Regions from separate parts of the Sus scrofa genome. Here region 2 is linked to region 1. A link is a contact called in public Hi-C data. All regions are on one chromosome and are shown on one strand. Each heading gives the region's core, a stretch centred on a gene start, on an enhancer-like site or on the middle of the called end of the contact. The rest is flanking DNA. Distances are from core to core; before and after follow the strand shown.

Region 1 (6,978 bases), core at 717-3,216:
AAAAAGCACTCAGGAGGAAACGGTTACTCTTGAAGAAGCAACAACTAGACCCACAGCTAACTTCTCCACAGCGATAATAGAAATTTGTAAACAATGGAATACTGTCTTCAGTGAGTTGAAAGACAATAACTGCCAATCTAGAATTCTATTCAAGATGAAACCATGTTTCACAAATGAGGGCAAAGATATAGACATTTTCAGAAACAAAGTGGAAAAAAGTTTGCCATCAGCAGTATCTCTCTAAAGAAAACACCATTGGAGGAACTTCAAGGGTAAAAGAAAGTGATCTTAATGGGAAGGTTTAAGATGCAAGAGGAATTAAATAAACAGACTTTTTTTTTTCCCAGAAGAAATGTGGCCAATAAATGTCTAAGATATTCAGCATCACTAGCCATGAGGGAAATAAATAATCAAGATCACAATGAAGCATCCAACTATCAAAAATTAAAAAGTATTGTACAATAACAAGTGTCAGAAGAGATATGAAGCCACAGGCTTTCTTTCACATTGTTGATGGGACTGTCTAATTGGAAAACTGGCATTATCCCTTAAATTGAATATTAACAATTATTATCCAACAATGCATCCTTGGCTTATATTGAGAAATTCTTGCACACATATAGGAGACATGTATAAACAATGCTCATAGCAACATGACTTAGCAAAAACATGAAAACAATCCCGAAGGCCATCAATAGGGGAAGAGATGAGTAAACAGTAACATAGTCAGGAAAACAGATATTATGGAGCAGTCAAAACCAATGAACTACAGTAATATACAACTAAGTTAAAAGTTAAGTTTCAAAAGACTCCACACAGAATGACATTCTTTTATCAACACAGTTATGGCTTGCTTATAAGTGAGAAAAACTTGAAGCAATCATATGCATTCTTTCTGAGGAGAATTTGGCTCCGCATCTTTTGATAGGGAGAGCAAGGGATGATGTTAACTTTATTTCAGACTATGGGGAAAAGGTGTGTGTGTGTGTAGATGCTTAATAATCCAAGCATGAATGTTCAGTACCTGGATAGTTATATATGATTGAGCTGGTATATTGGATGCTGTAAGTTACCACTCCAAATCCCCTTCAGGGTCAAGGCACTTATGTCCCCAGCTTCCACAAATGTGGGATGCTAATGGCTTACAAGTGAGTCCCTTTCCAAGAACTGTCCTGTGCCAAAGATTGTGCACCCCCGACCCCCATCCCCACCTCCCTGGGGATCAAAATGTGGGAGTCAAAGGGCCAGCCCTCTGGCTTCAATGTAGGATGCCTCAAGGGCCATTCCAGTTTCAGAGACCCTTATGGCATTAGCTGAGGCCCTTTATTCAATAGCATTGCATTTCAACTTCTCCCTCTGACCAGTACTGCTTCCTTCATCCTCTTACAGGTGTTGCTGAGAGCTCTCCTACTGCCTTAATACCCTATTGCTCTAACACCAACTGTGTGTTCTGCTAAGCCCCTGGAGATCCCAACAGGTAAGGGAAAAGTCTTCCATGTGACTCCCCTCAGCACACAAGTCTCCCCACAGCTAGAAGTCTTGGGAGTCTCCAAGCCACTAGCACTTCTGATCAGCTGACTAAAAATTCCCATGACCCCTTCAGGTCTGACAGCTTACTAGAATGACTCGCCAAACTCAGGAAATTACTCTACTTAACATTACAGTTTCATTGTTAAAGATACACACAAGTAGGACCAGCCAAATAAAGAGATGCATAGGATGAGGTCTGGGAGGGAAGACAGAGTTTCTATGCCCTCTTCTCATGAAATCAAGGTGAGTCACACTCCTGGCACATGGATGTCTGACTTATGATGTACAATGACCAGCCCAGCTTGGTCCAAAGTTTTTAGGAAGTTTCCTTATATAGATGAGATTGACTAAATCATTGGGCACGTGATTAAACTCACTCTTCAGCCCCACTCCCTTGCTGGAGGTCTGGCTGGCTCAAAACTTCACCTCTCTATTCACGTGGTTGGTCTTTCTGGTAACCAGCCCTCATCTCAAAGCTATCTAGGGGCCCACCCTGAGTCACCTCGTTAGCATAGCAAAGACACTCCTATCACTCCGGAAATTCCAAGGGTTTTTGAAGCTCTATGCCTGGAACCTGAGACAAAGACTAGACAAATTTATACAACAACTCCCTAAAGACATTCCTGCACACAAATCTCTGTTTCCAGGAAACCTGACCTAAGACAGTTTTTGCCAGTTGTGGTTCTAGGAAATGCAAGTGCTTTTTTAGTCCCTGATAGGCCATATTCTTTGGAGAGACAGGGAACCTGAGGGCTCAGCCTTCACTGGGTTAGGCTGCACCCACACAACCTGGGTTAGTACCTGTGTGCCTTCTCACCAGGCTCAATGCTGGCAGCCAGATAACAGTGTTCTAGCTTGAGGGTGCTTGTATATAAAACAGTTCTTAGACCTGGGATGGTTCTGAGCTGATTAGTTTTAGCTACTAACTATAATGGGAAGGACTACTGGGCTTTTATCCCTGTCACATTCTATCCCTGCAGCAACCGAAAGGAGATGCGAGGCTTATAAAGGATTTGAGGCAGGACTTGTGGTGGGAGTTTGTGGCAGGAATTTGTGGTAGGAACAATAAAAAGAAGGAGGGGAAAGTTACACAATTCAGGAAGGGGTAGGAGTCAAGTCCCAAGACAGAGGGAAGTTAATCTTTGTAGGTGGTTTATCTATGCAGGCAGTTGTTTTCCACAGGCCATTGTTTCTCACTGCCCATGGCTGGGGGGGAGGGGGTTCTGTCATCATCCTTCAGGGAACCTATCTGGTAACAGAAGAAGGAGGAGGAGAAAAAGAAGGAGGTGGTGAGGTAGTTTCTAATTCCCCCTCATAAGCAGTCACTTATCTGAGGGTTTCTGGGAGTCATGTACATTCCATTTTGGTACATGACCTTGTTCTGTAGTCCAGGTACCACTACATGTTCATTACTCTCTACTCCAGCTTTCCAAGCTGCCAAATTCTTCCCCAAAGAATCTTTGCCACCTGGGGCACTCAACTCACACTCTGCCCAGATGTCTCAGACATTTCAGCCTCAACATTTCCCCCCCAAAGATTAAATCTTCTCCACAAACATGTTCTTCTCTTTTCTCTACCATCGTCTAAGAATCCGCCATTGCCATGAACTGCGGTGTAGGTCACAGACGCAGCTCAGATCTGGTGTTGCTGTGGCTCTGGTGTAGGCCAGCGGCTACAGCTCCGATTGGACCCCAAGCCTGGGAACCTCCATATGCTGTGAGTGCAGCCCTAAGAAGCAAAAAAAGAGAGACGTCTCTGCAGTATTTTCTCACTTTCCTGTCCAACACCATCTCTTCTTTCTTCTAAGAACTGCCCTTCCTCCAACTCCATAAATAAAGCCTGCTCCCCACCCTCTAACCTCTCAGGAACTGCCAATTTCTCCTTTGGTCTCTCACTCAGACTACAGTTCACTGGTTCATACTGCGAATATTTTCTTATAGTTTTAGACTCAGGCTCAAAGTATTTAAACGACTTCTCTATGGCTGGAGATGTAATACTTAAAACTTAGTAGATCTAGTGGGTAGGCATCTTGCCCTGAAAAATGGATCAGCTGATGCAGCCCAACAGAAAGGGAAAAAGGAAGAAGAAAGAAGTGAGCACATTGAGATGACACAGAGCAGGACCCTGTAGGACCCTCCTGGGCATAAAAGCCTTTCCCTGTCCCCAGTTCCTGATTTATAGGAAAATGTTTTCAGCCTCCAAGACCTTCCCTGAGTTCCAAAAGGCAGATTCAGTTACTAATTAGGGGAATGAGGGATTTAAGAAAAAAAACAATAGTGCAGTGATGGGGGGATGTGTGTAACAGTCTGATACACTTCTGAGTTGGACAGAACAAAGGCCTCCATCCTGATGCAGGACAGTAACTTCAGGCTGACCACAAGTACATGGACCCAGACTGGTTGGAACCAGAAAGCTGATGATTGAAATTCCTGGAACAACTTCTTTGTTACCTCCCCACCAACCAGTCAGAGGAAGGTCACACACACTGCAGCCCCTCCCCAAATTTTGCCTATAAAAACTCTTTCCCCCAAACCATTGGGAGTTCTGGCTTTTCTGAGCCTGAGCTGTCCATTCTCCTTGCCTGACCCACCAATAAACCTTTCTCTGCTCCAAACTGACATTTTGGTTTGTTTGGTCTCCCTGTGCATTGGGCACACAGACTTGCTCAACAACAAAGAAACCAAGATAAGCAAAATGGAGAGAAAAGTCTGTGCTGTTGTTGTTTTCCTACACGAATGGATCATACCAGACATGCTGTTCTTTCATCTTTTTAAAAAATTTAATAATATATCTTGGAGATCTTTCCATTTCATTCCTTAGGAAGGTATTTGTTTTTTCCAATGACTGCTTGATATTTAATAATCTGAATGGTCCATGGCCCATGGTTTAGTTGACTATTTTTACCCAATAAGTACGTTTTGCTGTTATAGAGAATGCTACAACAACCTTGTAGAAATATGTACTTTTGTTACGAGAGTCCTAAAAGGGAAGTAATTACTCCCATTTCCCCAAACTACTCAGTATATTTAAGATAACATTCATGTTTCTTAAAGGACCAGACACTCCTATTTCTTCCCCAACCAGGTTTCTGTCCTACTCTCCAGCAACTCAAATTGCTGTTTCCAGCACATATACCATGTTTTTTTCTTACTCTGTGCCTTTTCTTTGCTTTTGTTGAATCTGGAATGCTCTCTCCACCACCTCTGCTCAATTCCTTCCTATTCATTCTCTACCACTCTGTTCAGATGTTAGTTCCCCCAAGAAAGCGTTCCACACCACTTTCATCATAGCCCGAGGCAGGTTGTATCCAATTTACTTATTTATATGCCTGTAGCCATCCCCATCCCCCACTGGATTATGAATTTCTCCAGGAAGTGAAGAACAGTACTTGTGTCTTTGCCTAAGTGCTTAGCAAAGTGTCTGGGATATAGCCTATGGTTAGTTACCATTGAATGAATGAAGGTCTCCACTCATAAATTTATCCAGATCCTACACCTTCACCCATTGGTGTGTTTGCTCCTTTCGAAAGATAATGGATCTGGTAGATTTTTTTCCCCTTTGGTCAATAATTACAGTACTACAAACACACATACACTTACACTCACACACGCCATAATGTAAAGATTAATGCTTTGTTTTAGTTTTGTATTTTCTTCTAGATGTCAATTTATTTGCCCTGGTTAAGTTCTTCATTGTTGAAGACAATGAAAATGATAATAATAGCTGTTGTTTATGGATGGAGGCCCTTGCTTGTTCCAAGTCCTGATTAAGTGATTTACCAGATCATCTCCAGTCCTTGTAGTTCTAAAAGGTCGGCACAATTATTTCTATTTCACAAGATCTGAGTGTGAGAGGTTAATTCCATAACCATCAATGCATGGCTCCAATTAAAAAAAAAAAAAAAGCCAGTCCCAAAACCCAGGTCTATAAGAACTGAAAGCCCAGCCTCTTTTCTCAACCATGCCCTTTTAAAAAATTTTTTTTTCAAAGATTATTTTTTCTATTATAGTTGATTTACAATGTTCTGTCAATTTCTGCTGTATAAAAAAGTGACCCAGTCATATATATATAGTCAGATAGACATTATCCTCCATCAGGTTCCATCAAAAGTGACTGGATATATTTCCCTGTACTACACAGCAGGATCTCACTGCTTATCCACTCCAAATGCAATAGTTTGCATCTACTAACCCCACACTCCCAGTCCATCCCACTCCTTCCTCCTCCTGCTTGGCAACCACAAGTCTGATCTCCAAGTCTATGAGTTTGTTTCTTTTCTGTAGATAGGTTCATTTGTGCCGTATGTTAGATTCCAGATACAAGTGATATCATAGCATATCTGTCTTTCTCACTTACTTCACTCAGTATGAGAGTCTCTAGTTCTATCTATGTTGCTGCAGATGGTATTATTTTGTTCTTTTTAATGCTGAGTAGCATTCCATTGTGTATATACACCACATCTTTTTTTTTTTTTTTGTAATTTAGAGCCACACCCGGGCATATGGAAGTTCCCAGGCTAGAGGTCAAATCAGAGCTACAGCTGCTGGCCTACGCCACAGCCACAGCAACTGTGGGATCCCAGCCGAATCCAAGACCTACACCACAGCTCACGGTATCGCCAGATCCCCAACCCACTGAGCAAGGCCAGGGATGGAACACAAATCCTCATGGATTCTAGTCAGATTTGTTTCTGCTGCAACATGAAGGAAACTCTCACACCACACCTTCTTAATCCATTCATCTGTCAATGGACATTTAGGTTGTTTCCATGTCTTGGCTCTTGTGACTAGTGCTGAAATGAACATAGGGGGGCATGTATCTTTCAATGAAAGTTTTGTCTAGATATATACCGGGTCATATGGTAATTCTATATTTAGTTTTCTGAGGTACCTCCATACTATTTTCTATAGTGGTTGTACCAATTTATATCCCCACCAACAGTGTAGGAAGGTACCCTTTTCTCTACACCCTCCCTAATGAGGCTCCTTCACTGGCGTTTTTAATCCATAAAAAGGACTGTGTTGACTCAGGCTCCTTGGTGTAAAATTCAAGACACAAGCTTAAACCTAATTGGGAATTGCAAATGCATTTTCATTTCTTGGTGCTATAATCAAAGAAGAGGCTTTTAATTAAGTATTAAGGCTTGTGGGTAGAAGCATAAATAGAAACAGTTAATGAATATTCTATTGTTCTTCTGTCCCCCCTTGCATTAACCTGCATTGAATTTTTAGCTGGGTCACATTCCCCAAGGGCTATCATTATATTTTATATATGTTCCTTCTCATTTCAATAATAGGCTAATTTCCAACAATAACTACCTATAGTTAAACGTTACCCCTAAGGAGTGCCTAACATTCAACATAAGCAAAACGCACACAAAGTCAAAGTCTCTTCCTGGGATTCCCTGTACTTTTCCTTTCACATTTGAGATTTACTAAGCGGCAGGGA
Region 2 (6,529 bases), core at 3,128-5,627, 260 kb before region 1:
GTTCCCAGTGCCATAGAGCAGGATCTCATTGTGAGAATGACTTCTATTAAGGGCAGGAAAATATACTCTTTTTGTCTCTCTCTACTGACCCAGGCAGGTGGGGGGAGGGGGCATCTAGAACCCTAATCCTAGGATCTAGGAAGGAGAGAGAAAGGGATTTCAATGGGTATATGTACTATAATAAAATATGAAAAGCTGAAATTTCTAAACTGTTCCCAAAAATGCCTTACAAGATTTTAAACAAAATGAGTTAAAAACAAAACAAAAACCCTCAACGGGAATCTTTTATTAGCCAAAAGACCAGAAAGTATAGTGATTTGGGTTACTGCTTTTGGCAAAACTTGAGTATTGTTAGAAAAAGTAAAGGCCAGAGAGCATTTCATTGATATTTAGTGAAGTTTACTCTCAACTATGAATTCTTGCCTGTGGTATCAGTTATTAACTACCTGTAATGAGTAACCAACTAATGCAATTAATTGCTAGAATGAGATAGCCTGAGGCCAAGAAGGAAAAAAGAACTTTGGAAAATTTACCCAGCTATTTTTACTGTCCCCTGAGGATGGGGACACCAACAATCAGTCTTCCACTGGCTTAATGTCTTGCCACTTTTACTCCACACCCACCACCGCACACGAAATGAGACATGAAGAAAGGCCCATTAGCTGCAGAATAAAACGAACAACTCCGGTGGGAAAAAATTACCCCAATCACCCACCCCCTGATCAATTCAGGCACTTAGTAAAGATCATCTAAGGGGCATGTCTTTCCCAGTTTCCCTTTAGTTTCTCATCCCCAGAGCCCCCTGACAAGAACCCACATTTCTTGCATTCCCCTGGCTTCTCTAAGGAAAGGGGTACACGTCATCCCCCCTCCAGCTCACCCCCCCACCCCCCTGCAACACACATAGCTGCAGGCAGACACTGCCCATTTCTTTCTGCCCTCGCCAGGGATGCCTTTTCTGTAGAAGCAAAAGCGAAGAGGAACTGTATTAAGACCATCTCTGCTTAGCCCCATAACTGAAAATAAGCTAAGTTGAACAGAATACGACCCAGTTAACCTCAGGGATGTTCCACCACCACAGCAGAACTAGCTGGAAGGCCACCCCCCCGCACCCCGCGCGCGCGCGCGCGCGCCGCCCCACCTCTGTGAATTTTAGGCGGCTGCTTACAAACGGAGGCTCCCTTTGCTTAGAAAGATCAAGCTGAATCTCTCCTGGCTATTCCTGAGGGGCTTGTTCTTGAAGAGAGAAAGGTTCGACCCGTAGCCCAGGCCTGGACCCTCTCCCTCTCAAGAAGATGTGGACTTTGAAAGGCAGAGAACCATCCTCACTGCCCGCATCAGGTCAGACAACAGGAGGCAGTGCAGGCCTCGGAAGGAAGCAGCCCTTAAAACACTGCCTTCCGTTGGCCGGGCACCTCGCCAGCAGCCAGGGGACTGTCGTTTTACCAAGAGGCTACCGGTCCTACCCGGTCGTCACATTTGCAACTGCCTCGCGCCGGACGGCGCGTACGCCGGGAGGCCCCGAAACCCTTCTGGCTGCCGGCTCTCCTCCGGCGGGGTTCGGGGCAACCAGGGAGGTGCTGCAATCCCGAGGAGGAATCCTTAAAATTCTGCCTCCCTCCCCGGGAGAGTGGCCTGAGTGTCTGCGCGCCCGGAAACCCTAGGGCTGTCCTCTCCGGATTTCTTCCAGGAAGAAAAACAAAACAAAACGACCGGACTCCACGTGCGTCTGCCCTACCTCGGGAAGGGTTCGGGGTTCATGGACTACAAAGGCAGGCGCGCGATTGGGCTCCAAATCAGGAGCGATCGAGGGCAACGTGGCACGGGAACACCCTGGCCCCTCCCCTGCCATTCGGAGGGACTTTTGTCCCAGAGAAATTTATCTCCGCCTCCTCACGGGCGCCAGCACCAGCCAAGGGAGGGCAGGTGGCATGTTCGACCCGGCACTCTACCCTGTCCGGGGCTGCAGGGCTCCAGGTACAGCTCAGCACCGGGGAGGAGGGGCCCCCATGCCCCAGAGCTCTGCTCGCCCAGCTTTGCGGCCGGTCCTTCCGGTGCACGGCCCTTCCTGGCACTTTCTCTTAAAGCGCTTGGAGAAGGGAAGAGGGTTGGGCTCAAACGGAGGTGCCAAAGGCCGCCCTCGCAGAGAAAGAAAAATCAGCAAAATCGCCTTAATAGTTCAACCAAAGGTCAACAGCAGCATTTCCCCAGCAGCTGACAGGTCAAATGGCCAGGAAACAACTGCCGAGAACAAAGCCCCCCGCTGTTCACGGGGGCAAGCCCAGCGGGTCGGCACTGAGCCGCGTTGTTGTGCTTTTTGGAAGGGGCGGTGGGGAGAGGTTTCCGCCGCACCTCCCGCCCCATCTCCCTTCCTCTCGGGCGTGCGGGTCCGGAGAGGAAAGGACAGCAGGGAGGGGGCCAGGGGCACCAGCAGGGAAAGGGGCGGCTCTTTGATGGCCGGGGTCCGAAACGCCTCTAGGCTTCAGAGTAGAAGACCCTCCGAGGGCGAAGGAATGCGCGGAATGCGGCGCGGGAGGAAGGGGCGCAGCTTGGCCAGGGGCGCCCTTACCCCACATGCCCTGCCTGCTCCCCGACGCCCGACACCTTCTGGCAGGTGCGGCCGGCGCCCCGGCCCTCCAGTTATTTGGGTAGCCCTCGGCCCTTTCGGGTTTCCGACTGGCTGGTTTGACGAGACCTCCCCTCTCCAAGGGTTTCGCACTTAAGCACGCGCCGCCGTCTGAGAGTCGGGTCTGAACAAAAGGTCGTACTTTGCTACCTCAATTTAAGAGGCCGGATCCCACCAAGCGTCCGCTCTATGCTCGGACCTCCCGCCTTCCGCTCCCAGAGCCTGCTCTACCCCGAAGCTGGAGAGGTTGGCCACCTTCCAGGTGGAGCTCGGAGTGGGGCAACAGAAGAGTAGATACAGATCGCTCTACACCATGCCCATAACCCCAGCCTTGTTACTGCACTTATTAAGGGCTGGTTTCCAGCAGGACCCGCAGGGCCGATTCCACTCCGGTGTTCACCCTCCTTCACCGCTTTCCCCACCTCTTGGGATCTCGGGTTGGACTCAGCGCAGGGCCCCGGCACTCCAAATCAACAGGCCTAATCTGTCCTCCATCCCCGCACGGTGGCACTTGGGAGCACTTCCCTGGATTCGAAGGTGGGCAACGCAGCTGGATAGCCTCACTCGCAAGGCCAGACCGTTAGTCGAAGTAAACAAACTCAGAAACGCCCGAAAGGGTTCGGAATTGCAGGTGACGGAGGCATTGCGCCCCATCGCCTCGGAGGACTTCAGGAACTCGCGCTGGCACACAAACGCACAGAATCCTTGCACACTCGTGCAGACACCAATACGCACAAAGGAGTGCGCGGGGATCCCATCCCGCAGCTGCGACTCCCTCTGGGCACTTCTGCCCACTAAGGCGCAGGAGGCCGAGTCCAGCCGCACGGACTGTTCAGCCGCACTGACCCTCCAGCTCGCGCCCAGCGCCCGCGTTTACCTTTGAGCAGGCAGATATCGGTGCGCTCTGCGTTGCGGCGCAGCGCCTGAACCACCAGAGACACCGTGCTGTCTTCGCGGAGGCTCTCGGCGCGCGGGCTGCGCTCGTCGTAGACGATGACCGCGGAGTAGAGGCCGGAGCGCAGGCGGGCGCGGACCTCCTCCTCCGCGGGCAGGATCTGCTCCAGGCTTACCGAGCCCTTGGCCCGCCGCCGCACGATGGTGTTGCAGCGCACGTTGACCGAGCCTCGGATGTAACCAGCGCTGTGCGCTAAGAATGGTCTGCAGTCCAGCAGCAGGCACTTGCTGCCGCTCAGCAGCCCCAGAGCGCCGTGGCTGCCGCTGCCGGCTGCGCCACCGCCGTTCTCATCCCGGTTCATCAGCCTTTTGAGCACGCTGCAGTCCATCTCCCGCAGCTCCTCTACGGTCACCATAGTCGCCGGCAATCTCGGCTGCTGAGCACAAGAGGAGGCGAAGGACGCCTGGGCCAGCTGGGCTGCAGGAAGGGGCAGGCTGGGGCTAAGGGAAGGCGCGAGCAGAAGTGGCTTCAAACTTGGCCCCCTGAGGCTCCCACGGGCGAACCTCTTCTCCCCGGTCCCCTTCCTCCTGCAGCCTCGCGGTTACATAGCAGTCCGAGCGGCCTCGGGCGCCAGGCAGCACGGTGCCCAGGGAAAGGTAGCGATGGAGGGGAGTGTGTTTACGAGAGAGGGCCAAGGGCTCTCTTCTGTAGTCTCCTCTATTGTATTTTGCCTGCTGTGCTGCTCCTGCCGCCTGCCGTTCTGCTCGCCGTTCCCCCACAGCAGCCGGAGCTCAGCGTTCTGCCCCAGCCAGAGTTTCCTCTCCTCGGCTTATAGATTTATTAAGGCTCCTCTGCTCTCCCCCGGGAGGGGGCAGATTCATTACTACCTCGGGAGGCCCCGCCTCTTTCCATTCTGGGCCCAGAGCCCTACCCCGCCCCTAGCCCTAGCTGCCCGCCCCCTCCAGTTCCCCCCCTCCCGGCTGGCCCCTCCCTCTCTGCCCGCCCCAGCGCGTGAATGGAGTGTCGGCAGCTTGCGCCCAGTCACGGGGAAGAGACGTCACAAAGAGCGGAGTAAACAGGGAGCGCTGAGCTCGCCGCCAGGCCCATTCATAAAACCTAGACCTAGAGGAAGAGGGAGGAGGCCTCCGACCCGCTAGCGAGCTGCAGAGCTTGGACTTTGTGAATGGAGCGCCGCGGCGCCTTTCCCCGGCCTCCGCAGCGCGCGTACAGCCTGACCCGAGTCGCGGTACGGCCACCCCACCCCGCTGCGGCGGTAGCGGCTATCGGCAGAAAGAAATCGCCAGCCCAGAAGCCCGCCTAGCGGAGGCTTGGGCTCGGTCTTGAGGTTTCATCCCTCTTTACCTCCGTGCTGCCCCCCCAAGCAGCCTCGCAGGTGTCCCCCACCTACCCAAGTGGACAGAAGAACGCTGCACCAACGTCCAGCCGGCCCGGCCTGCCTCTCCTCGCCCCATGTTTACGAAGTGCGTTCGACCGGCCAGACGTTTTTTCAATTGTGATTCCTCAGACTTTAGCTTCTGCCTCAGCCTGATCGATTTTCATCTTAAGCCATTAAATCAGCTTTACAGCTTCCCGAGAAACGTGGGCAACCCCAAACTCAGAAGATGAAAGAGAAAGCCTTCCCGGCCCGAAGGCCAGTAATAGAAGTGAGGTGTTGAGTTTGTTGCTTTACGATCCGGAGGGAGGCATTAATTGAATCCGGAATGTTGTTCCCAAGGAGGAAGGCGGGAGTGCCACTCCCTTCCACGCTTCCTAAAGAGGTTTATTTAACCCTGTGGGGGTGGGGGTGGAGGGAGATGTTTTTGGCTTTTGGAAAAATCCTCACCCCACCTTGTACACGTGTGATTGTCTTCTCAGGAAATGACACTTAGGGTCCACATCTGGTGCGAAGACCCAGAGAAAATGACACGTAAAGAATTTAACACGCTCCAGGGCCGAGTCAGTTTTTTTTTCTTCTTTTTTTCTTTTGCATCCTTCTTTCCAGGTCATGTCGCATTTTTCTCGCTCCCCCGCTTTTACTTATGCATTTAATTTCCCGGAGGCCGCTTTTGGCAGAGGGGTGTTTGGTCGCCGCAGTGAGGACACAACACAAGGCAAAAATTATTCGCCCGACATCTTGCCAAGTCTTGTTAGTGAGAATTAACCACCAAGCAGGGAATTCTAGGACTCGCTGGAGGCCTCGGGGACAAAGGGGTCGAGTCTTCCTCTTCTGGTCGACCGAGGCAGCCAGGGCCGCCGAACCCGCGGGGTTTCTCCCTCCCCGGACTCGGCCTTCCGCTCTGCCTTTGTTCCCCGCCGGGCGGCTCTCTGGACCTGTCACCTCCGGCCCCCAGGGCCACCCCTCCGCTCCGCAGGGCGGCCTCGGCGGCGGCCTCTACTTCCAAGGCCTACGACCTCCCACTGCGCTGGGGATCCAGACACCAGGCCCAAGCTTAGTGCGCTGTGAGGGGTGCAGCTCACCCGTGAGGAATCCTTTTACCCCAGGCTCCGAAATGCCTCCGCCATGTACTGATCTATGTAGAATTTACTATTTTGTTCATCACATATAGGGGGGAGGGGGCACTAATTTCGAATGTTTTTTTTAAAAAGCACTACATTTGGACTGGAGGCTTGGGACTGGCGTATGCACACTGAGGTTTATGGAATGATGGGCTAACCGGACCTGCTGTATAGCACAGAGAACCCTACCCAGTATTCTATGGTAACCTGTGTGGGAGAAGAATCTGAAAGAGAATGGATATGTGAATGAGTATGGCTGAATCACTTTGTTGTACAGCAGAAATTATCACAACCTTATAAATCAACTACACTGCAATAAAACTTTAAAAAATAAACACTACATTAAGATATTTATTTTCACCACTGACTTCTGGGTACCCCTGACATTCTGCTCACTCTTGTCTCCTAGGGCCTAGAGGACAGTCACCACCGCAGACAGACCGAGGCCGCGGGCAGTGCAGACGGGAGGTCAATGGTCAAAGGCTCGCGGG

The links. Hi-C and Micro-C count contacts between places; a contact is called where the count stands out from the background.
Region 2: a Hi-C map of embryonic fibroblasts shows a contact between it and region 1, with 4 times the contacts expected there. The contact joins the promoter of DUSP4 here to the enhancer-like site in region 1. A contact is called at or near these places in 5 of 5 promoter capture datasets (fetal liver, fetal skeletal muscle, liver and 1 more), 37 of 47 Hi-C or Micro-C datasets (adipocytes, adipose tissue, alveolar macrophages and 18 more) and 2 of 2 datasets of contacts at active chromatin or transcription factors (alveolar macrophages and skeletal muscle).

Annotation. Positions count from the first base shown.
Region 1 is chr15:55,224,944-55,231,921 of Sscrofa11.1, reverse strand. No RefSeq gene overlaps it. Among named protein-coding and RNA genes, the nearest start is that of DUSP4, 260 kb to the left of the region's middle. Within about 2 kb of position 1,966, at least 13 of the 83 cell types and tissues checked have an H3K27ac peak or open chromatin away from gene starts, as enhancers often do. A contact at or near this core is called in alveolar macrophages and embryonic fibroblasts, where this site is marked.
Region 2 is chr15:55,488,932-55,495,460 of Sscrofa11.1, reverse strand. DUSP4 (dual specificity protein phosphatase 4) reads right to left here and starts at 4,377. Exons shown (of 4, transcript XM_003133392.4): 1 at 3,504-4,377. The coding sequence starts at 3,936.